Linked DNA regions of Danio rerio: region 1 is linked to region 2. Evidence: chromatin contacts called from public Hi-C data. All regions are on one chromosome and are shown on one strand. The core of a region is the stretch at or near the end of the contact, and the rest is flanking DNA. Distances in the headings are between cores, read along the strand shown.

Region 1 (4,976 bases), core at 1,202-3,701, 52 kb after region 2:
TGTGTTTAGTACTGAGAACGGGACTTTCATTTTATGCTTTTTTAATTGTATCATGTTGAGAAAAAGAGCAAAAACACATTTGTTTCTTTATTGTTGTATTGGATTTGGATTGGACATAAAAAAGCTTTCCATTTTGTTTTAAAAACATATATTTTACTTTGATAGAATTTTATTTTAAGATGCTGCCTGGAAACCTGGATAATAGGTTGACTAGCCTCACTTATTTCTTTATCTGCCCTTACAGCTCAAATCCAAGGAGAGGTTGAGAGGATTTTTGAGTTAGCACGCAGTCTACAGCTTGTGGTTCTGGATGCTGACACTATTAACCACCCTCTTCAACTAAGCAAGACCTCCTTGGCCCCGATCCTGGTGTATGTCAAGATTTCATCCCCCAAGGTCAGAAACATTGTTCACAGAACTCACAGACATAACCATCATTTATTACGTTGAAGAATTAATGAGACTGATGCTTACATAGGATTTATTCTTTAATATCATAAATACAGTAAAAAAAGTAAGATTCTAATTCCAGAAAGCTTGTTTTTATCTTAGATTTAACCCTGATACAGTTTAAAGGTGGACTGTATTACCTTTATTCATTCATTAATTCATTTTCTTGTCGGCTTAGTCCCTTTATTAATTCGGGGTCGCCACAGCGGAATGAACCGCCAGCTTATCCAGCACGTTTTTACGCAGCGGATGCCCTTCCAGCCACAACCCATCTCTGGGAAAATCATCTTTATTGCTTTTATCATATTTTTACATACTGTATATGCGCACATTTTTTTTTAGGATTCTTTAATATATATAGAAATTCTTTGTAACATTTAAAAATTCCTTTGCTGTCATTATTATAGGATCTACACTAATTAACATTGTAACCCTTGTGTATTGACTATCCTTTCGTTATGTTCCTAGCTGATTTTTTCCCATTTATTTCCATTATTCCATTATAACATATCGTTTTTGATTGCAAAGCCATAGAACTGTAATCATGGATTCTTGATTGTTGGTGGTTTTCCCTGTTGGGAATTGGTACAATTTGTCATTTTTCTTTTCATTTTCACCAACACAAAATCTGGTTATAATGGAACCCACATAGCAAAATTTCTCTGGCCCACACAATCAGGTTTTGCTTGGCCATGAATTACAGTACATGACTGAACCAAGGGCCAAATATGGATCATATCTGGGTCAAGTCTCAGCCAAGTTAATAACTCTTAACTGGGCCTAAACTGGGCCAGATCGGTTGGTGTGTCACGATTGCAATGAAATTGATAAATCCATGAAGCATTGCGCTTTAGGCACACTATGGGCATGTTTTTTCTCAAAGCAACCAGATTGGTAGATTAGTTTTTCTTTACTCAAAAATAAATTAAATGTATTTTAAATGTGGGTCAAGACAGGACAAACTTACGTGGCCCATATATCAATTATTAACACATAATACTATGTGCCACCTTAAAGCACTAACCTCTGCCAAATCCAGGCCATGTTTGGCTCACATGCTGTATGCCAGTGCCGGAAGAATGCCTGCTGTGCCAGCTTTATGCCAAATCTGGGCCAGAATTCTTTTCTACCTGGGGGGTCAATAGACCAAAAACAATCACGAACATAGAACGAAAGGGTAGTAAATTTGCCCAGAGTGTATTGTTGAGTTTATGAAAAATTCTAAAGCATTTTCCCAAAATATATGTCAAAATAAGATTTATCACACAAAAAAATCATTCTATTTGCTGAAACACAGAAACATTTGTGGCCAGTTTTAACCACAAAATGAAATAATGTTTGTATCAATGCATTTTGTTCATTGCAGTTGTACTGAAGAAATTACATGACAATACAACCATTATAAAAATGCTTGTATTGGTTTTTACTGACATGTGTATTGATAATCATTCATATTCTCAGCTACACAAATATGCAAAAAAATGCCTTATTCAAAGTGAGAACTGATGTTCAAAAACGGTTCAATCCAACCTAGTCTTACTGCAGTTAGTCATCAGAAAGAGTAATTCAGAGTTAACCAGTTCTAGCTGCCTGATACCGTTTGATTTATTTCCTTCTGTTAAATCCAATACACCTATAGTGTAATCTGATAAAAGGTATTTTATTAAATAAAAAAAGTAAGCCGGAAAGAAACAAGATTATTCTGTCAGTGATATCTGATATGGTACTACTGTACTGCTTATCAGCTTGTTTGCTAAACCTGTGGCTTTTCGGATAACCTCAAGTGTCTTTTTATCCATTTACTTTTAAAGTGCCCCACATCATTTATCTCGATAAATATCAGTCATGTGAATTAGATCCATCTGTCTGGGCTGCAAACAGACATCATACAGCCGTTACACTTACATAGGAAAAGCTCATTTGACAGAAGAGCGGTTGCGCAAACACACTATCCTTTCTCTTGTTCCCCAGCATGACCTAACGTCCAATGTTCTTTCACCCCCTGTTCCTCCCACTCATCCTTCCTGTGCCTTTTTCCTTCCTCTTTTCATCTGCTGTTCAGGTTCTCACAAGATTGATAAAGACCAGGGGCAAATCTCAGACTAAACATTTGAATGTCCAGATGGTGGCTGCAGACAAGCTAGCCCAGTGTCCCAATGTAAGTTCGTCCTCCATATACTAAAGATATCAAAGTGTTTTCTGTATGATTCAGGTAAATATTAATTAAAAATAAGGTTTGTTAGTGTTATACTAGAGATTTACTGACTGCAATTCAACAATTCTGTTAAAGATTTTTAAGTGGCAAAGCCACCACTATTACTTAATAACCGTTGACAAAAAAGTCATTTGAATGGATCCCAAAATAAAGTCAAGATAAACTTTGATTTGGGCTGTTTTGAAATCATTTTTCATTGAAGTATATCAGGGCATTTACACAACAGAGATGATATCAATATTTAGGATACATTTTTTTTTATAAACATGTGCTCTTTCACTTTTTTCACTTCACTTTTGTATTTTTGTCAATGAGACTCGTGCTGTGTACAGTACAAAATATCACAATATTATACAATTAATACACTCACCGGCCACTTTATTAGGTACACCTTACTAGTACTGGATTTCATCCACGTTTGCCTTCAGAACTGCTTAAGTCATTCGGGGCATAAATTCAACAAGTTACTGAATCATACCTCAGAGATTTTGGTCTATATTGACATGATAGCATCATGCAGTTGCTGCAGATTTGTCGGCTGCACATCCATGATGCGAATTTCCCGTTCCACCACATCCCAAAAATGGTCTATTAGATTGAGAACTGGTGACTGTGGAGGGCATTTGAGTACAGTGAACTCATTGCCATGTTCAAGAAACTGGTCTGAGATGATTCATGCTTTATGACATTGTCCAGCTGGAAGTAGCAACCAGAAGATGGGTACACTGTGGTCATAAAGGGATGGACATGGTCAGCAGCAATACCCAGCTTGGCTGTGACATTGACACTATGTTTAAATGGTACTAATGGGCCCAAAGTGTTGCAAGAAAAAATCCCGTAGACCATTACACCACCACCGCCTCGGCCTGAACCGTTGATACAAGGCAGGATGAATCCATGCTTTCATGTTGTTGAATGTGGTAGCAGAAATCAAAACTCATCAGACCAGGCAACATTTTTCCAGTTTTATACTGTCCAATTTCGTTGAGCCTGTGCGAATTGTAGCCTCAGTTTCCTGTTCTTAGCTGGCAGGTGTGGCACCTGGTGTGGTCTTCTGCTGCTGTAGCCCATCTACCTCAAGGTTGGATGTGTTGTGCATTCAGAGATGCTCTTCTGCCTACCTCGGTTGTAGCGAGTGGTTATTTGAGTTACTTTTGCCTTTCTATCAGCTCGAACCAGTCTGGCCGTTTTGCTTTGACCTCTGGCTTCAACAAAGCATTTGCACCCACAGAACTGTCGCTCACGGGATATTTTCTTATATTTGGACCTTTCTCTGTAAACTCTAGAAATGGTTGTGTTTGAAAATCCCAGTAGAGCAGCATTTTCTGAAATACTCAGACCAACCCATCTGGCACCCGCTACCATGTCACGATCAAAGTCACTTAATTCACCTTTCTTCCCCATTCTGATGCTCGGCTTGAACTGCAGCAGGTCGTCTTGACCATGACTACATGCCTAAATGCATTAAGTTTCTGCCATATGATTGGTCGATTAGAAATTTGCATTAACGAGCAGTTGGACAGTTGTACCTAATAAAGTGGCAGATGAGTGTATATGATAATGACAAAATTAGACACTGTTTGCTTGCTGAATCTATTTTTACATCTTTAATGGCCTCCTTTTAACACTTTCCTTAGTAATCTAAGCTGGTGGGCCTAGTAATCACAAACTGATCTGATTATGAAGAGGCTGTCCTTTTTACCGTTTCATGTTGCACAGCACCTATAAGGCAGTTGTTGACTTATATTAGCCAGTTGTATTTTAACTGTGCTATTAGTTTATTTTAATGTTGTTTGCTGTGATGTCATCACAGGAGATGTTTGATGTCATCTTGGACGAGAACCAGCTGTCAGATGCCTGTGAACACATTGCTGATTACCTGGAGGCCTATTGGAGAGCCACACACCCTCCGGAAATGGAGCCTCCAAACCCCATGCTGGAGAAACTGGCAGAAAACACACTCCCCACCAGCCCCACACCTGCTAAGGTACTGGATGCTCATTTTTAGAAAAACACTGAGATTGAGCAAACACTGTACAGAGTCAGCAGATTTCTAGGAGAAAAGCAAACTAACTTTAATAAAACTCAACACCAAGGAAAGTGTTCAGGACTGTCCCATTTAAAAGTTTGAGGTTTGGAAGGTTCTATTTAATCAAAAATACAGTAGTTATTGTGAAATAGTATTACAATCTAAATTAAGTCAGAATTCCTTTTGTTATTATAAGGACAATATTTGAATATTATAATTATAGTTAATATGTTATAAACTTAATCTTTGTAGATACATAAAAGTGTTTTATTATTTTTATGA
Region 2 (4,258 bases), core at 731-3,230:
TCACAATAAAACTAGGCCAAATGTACAGCACATGTTGTTTCTCATTATTAAGCGGCACTTTGATCACGCTGCTGAAACCAACAATACAAACCCTCAGAATTAGTAATGGATTAAGGCTTTTACTGGCAGTTGTATTGATTTTAATGGATACGAATCTCTGTGGATTCCTACTGGTAATTTGTTGACTTTTATTGGATCTACAAGAATCATGTGCCAAAACAATTAACATTTACTGGTATTAATGGTTAATAGGTTTGTTGTAACTTCTGTGATGGTTCTTTTGTTGTGGGGTCTTTTTCAGTAGTTTCAGGTGTTTTAGTTGTTTTTTGGTGGATTAACAGTCTTGTACAACAAAAGTTTTAGTTTTTAATAGGCTGGGGTAGTATTTTACAACCGTTATATTACTTGTAATCAGTGCAATATAAGCATTAAGAATGCAGTATAACTATGACTGTTATGTTTAGTAGGAGTGCAGAGATCCTTTTTGACCAAAAGTTAGTGTCATCCCAACATTTTTGAGTTTGCTCAAGGTACCATCTTCACGTTCAGCGCCATCGATGGTGTAATGACACGAGACCTAGGTATTGTTTGACTCAATATGCTTCTCCAAATGTAGACTGGTATTTTTTATTATTAGGAAAAATTATATAAAACTAATTAGCAAAAAGAGACATTTTTATCTACAACTAGGTGCCACTGCACAAAAACCATGAGTAACCTATTTTTATAGTTGCCATAAAAAAAGTTTTGTCTTATTACATTGAAGCATTACAGAGAGACAGCCTGAAGCCCAGTTTGGTGAGCTTTTTGTCAAATTTGTTTGCTATTCTAGAATAGTTTGACTACTTAAACTGATTTCATGTTTTTATTTCTGTGGGCATGAAGATCACTTAGATGGTCTAGGTCAAAGTAAAAAAAAAAAAGAAATGAAAACTCAAATAAAACTGCCCCCGAAAAAAAAAATACTTTGAATTTTCTTGAACCAGAAACCACAATAAAATAATTGTGTTTCCTTGTAACCCCTCTCCTTTAACTGAATCTTCTCTGAGTGGGACTGAAAGGGTTAGTTCATCCATATATGCCAAGACCTTCGCTTGTCTTCCAAATACAAATTAAGATAGTTTAGATGAAATCTAAGAACGGGTTAATATTATATTGAGAACCATGGCATCCCTAGTTTGGATATAAGTTTTTGACCACACTTCGTTATTATTGTTCATTTATTAGTTTGCTGGAAATTAGAACTGAATTTAGAAATAGTTCTGTAACAAATCTTTGCGCTTAACAAAAATAATTCAATAGGTAGGCTAATGGATGTCTTCAGCGCAGTGCATACAACACCATTTCCTTATCCACTAAACTAAAGGAGTAAAGTTAAGAGTAAACGTAAAGTAAAAAGTGAAGAGGCTCAATCTTTATCCTCTGTTTCCTTGCTAATGAAGCATTTAGTTTTTCCACTTACAAAGTCCGCCATGGAAACAGCAAATGCGCCATGGCGTGACGCAACTGACTCTTAAAGGCAATGGGAGATGAGACTCTGATTGGTTTAATGCATGTTATGCTTAAAACACACCCATAAGTCATTAAGAGAATAAGCTCAACCCTGTTAGACCATGTGCCAGGGCGCAAAGCATATTTTTCCATCCTTAAAATGGCAAAAGTGGATTCAGACACAACCTTAATGTTTTGCACCATGCGCTTTAGACTTTTCGCCTAGATTGGTAAAATAGAGCCCAATGTCTACAGTAGTTTTTTTTTTTTTACTTGTTTTGTGCTAATACTTTACATGTTTTTGAAGTAGGGACTTTTTCCTCTCATAACTCCATAAAAAGAAAATTGTGACTTCTTCATTACTGTGGCAATAAAAGAGCACCAGTGAGAATGCAGTGTAAGCAGAGCCGGTGTTCAGAGTCCAGAGTGCTCAGTTATTCAGTTTTCTTGGGAGATGCATTGGATGAATTCAGGGAATTTTCACTAGTAGGAGGATTTACTGAAGATTCACACTGTCAAGATGCTTTCTGGGAAGACTGTCAAACTCATTGTATTTGAGCTTTTGCAGTTCGCATGTCTCTGTATTCCTGTGTTTGTAGTTATGGAGCGATTTGCTTCTGTCATTCGGTTTGTGAAGTCTAGTGATACTGCCTATTGGCTGGTGGTGGCGGCGTCTGTGGCCTATGCGGCATCTGTAACTCTGTTTGTGTGGGTTCCATTGAAGTACTTCATGTTAAAAACTCAACGCTTCTCTGAAGTGACCAACTGGTGAGTACAACTAACCACTGCTCCTTTAATTTCCACACTGATAATGTTGTAATATTTGTAGATGATCCGAGTAGTTTTAGTTTTTAGCTTTTTGCATGTGTTGGTTTATTGTAAATGGCTTTGCAACTTAATTTAAATTATATCTGTGTAAAATGGGTTGGGAAGTACTAAAATAGTTTTAATTATAGCATAAAATGTCCATGTCAACAGCTACCAGTCAAAAGTTTGGGATCTGTAAGATTTGTTTTCCTCAAAAGATTTTTAAGAAGTCTCTCCTGCTCACCACAGCCGTTTAGTTAGTCAAAGAGCACAAAATGAAAAAAATTTGAAATAATATCTTTCATAGCATTGTCTTTACTGTAACGTTTGATCTTTTAAAAAAGTTACTTCTTTTTATGATGCTTTCAAATGAATATATATCACTGTTTTAACAAAAATAAAGCTGATTTCAATATTTGTTATAAACAAAACAGAATAGAATTATATATTTTTTGTAGGATCATGAACACTGAAATAATTATGTTCAAATTCAGCTTTGAATCTGTAATTAATACTGTTAATATAGATTCATTTAAAAAAAATAAAGAATATATTTCACAGTATTAACGTTTTAACTGTATTTTTAAACAAATAAATGCAGTAAGTGAGCAGTGGTTATCAAAAACTTGTTAAAAAGTCTGATCCCAAACTTTTCACCTGTACTGGGAAAACAAAGTTACATCATAAGCAGGGCACGCCATTATATTTTATCTGAATTTTAAATGCACGTGTTAAACTCTTTGTTGATATTCCAGAATGAAAATACTCTTATGTTTTGTGTAGGAGACCTGTTACACTGGCATATGTGATTCTCAGCACTTTACCGTGCTTCGCTATCATCATAGCCAGCTCAAAGGTAATGCATTATTTAGTCTCATTAGAAGACTATCATATGAATGTGCACTTGTTGACCACTAAAAGCCATTTCATCAGTTTGCGTAAGCTTCTTCAGTGGATCTTTAAAGCAATAGAGAGTGATTTGAAACTAATTTGGAAAAGGTTTTTAATGACATCAAACTGTAAATCTTTTAAATTTTGTCTGTTTTTTTGTAATGTGTGCATTTGAAGTGATACAAAAACAAATGACAGCTACTGCAATCTGTAAAGTAACTGCTTTCTTAAAGCAAAGAGAAGCCAATAAGTTTCATTATATGACAGTTTTGGTCCACAATAAAACCGTAGGGCTCATCAACAGTTTTCATAAACAGATCCACTCCAAGGTATTCAGTAACTTACTCGCAGACCAGCAGATTTACTATTAACCCAAAGATGGGGTATTATAGACTGGAATGTGAGTGGAGTATTACAGCCAATGTTAGTCTCTGGTTAGAATCACGAGGCCTGTATATGCTTCATCAACTGTCTGTCATCAACAAGTTTGTAAAAGCTTTCTCAAGTTTTTTTTTATTAGTGATATGATATTTGGAAAAAAAAAACCTGGGTCTCAATACTATGGATGAACACTATCAATGCAGCTCTTTTTAGTGTGAGTTGGTTGAATTAAATGGGAACTCTGTGGTTTAATGTTTGAAACCAAATTAAAAAACAACCATGTAAATCGGTTTAGGTATTTTACTCTGTTTATCTGAAGTTTATATTTTAATATAAATAATTAAAATATAAAAATATAAAATATAATAATATTCTAGAAATTGAAATGGTCATACTTTAGTTCAATAGTTTTGTAGTGACATTTCTTTAAATTGTTTCATTTATGTAGTTTTCATAAATTAAAATTTGGTAAAATAATAGATAGATACGTGTGTGTGTGTGTGTGTGTGTGTGTGTGTTTGTGTGTTTGTGTGTGTGTGTGTGTGTGTGTGTGTGTGTGTGTGTGTGTGTGTGTGTGTGTGTGTGTGTGTGTGTGTGTGTGTGTGTGTGTGTGTGTGTGTGTGTGTGTGTGTGTGTGTGTGTGTGTGTGTGTGTGTGTGTGTGTGTGTGTGTGTGTGTGTGTGTGTGT

The links. Hi-C and Micro-C count contacts between places; a contact is called where the count stands out from the background.
Region 1: a contact with region 2 is called in a Hi-C map of embryo, with 1.5 times the contacts expected there. The contact joins the enhancer-like site here to the promoter of tmem236 in region 2. A contact is called at or near these places in 4 of 18 Hi-C or Micro-C datasets (caudal fin, embryo, hematopoietic stem cells and 1 more).

The regions. Positions count from the first base shown.
Region 1 is chr2:34,470,155-34,475,130 of GRCz12tu, forward strand. cacnb2b (calcium channel, voltage-dependent, beta 2b) reads left to right here. Exons shown (of 13, transcript NM_001423728.1): 10 at 245-396; 11 at 2,513-2,608; 12 at 4,479-4,652. Among named protein-coding and RNA genes, the nearest start is that of si:ch211-106h4.4, 8.5 kb to the right of the region's middle. Within about 2 kb of position 2,452, at least 8 of the 62 cell types and tissues checked have an H3K27ac peak or open chromatin away from gene starts, as enhancers often do.
Region 2 is chr2:34,418,517-34,422,774 of GRCz12tu, forward strand. It overlaps tmem236 (transmembrane protein 236), which reads left to right and starts at 1,981. Exons shown (of 4, transcript NM_001100079.1): 1 at 1,981-2,259; 2 at 3,082-3,154. The coding sequence starts at 2,012. All of the region lies in intron 3 of LOC141378367 (a long non-coding RNA gene), which reads right to left. stam (signal transducing adaptor molecule (SH3 domain and ITAM motif) 1) reads left to right here. Exons shown (of 15, transcript NM_200120.1): 15 at 1-25.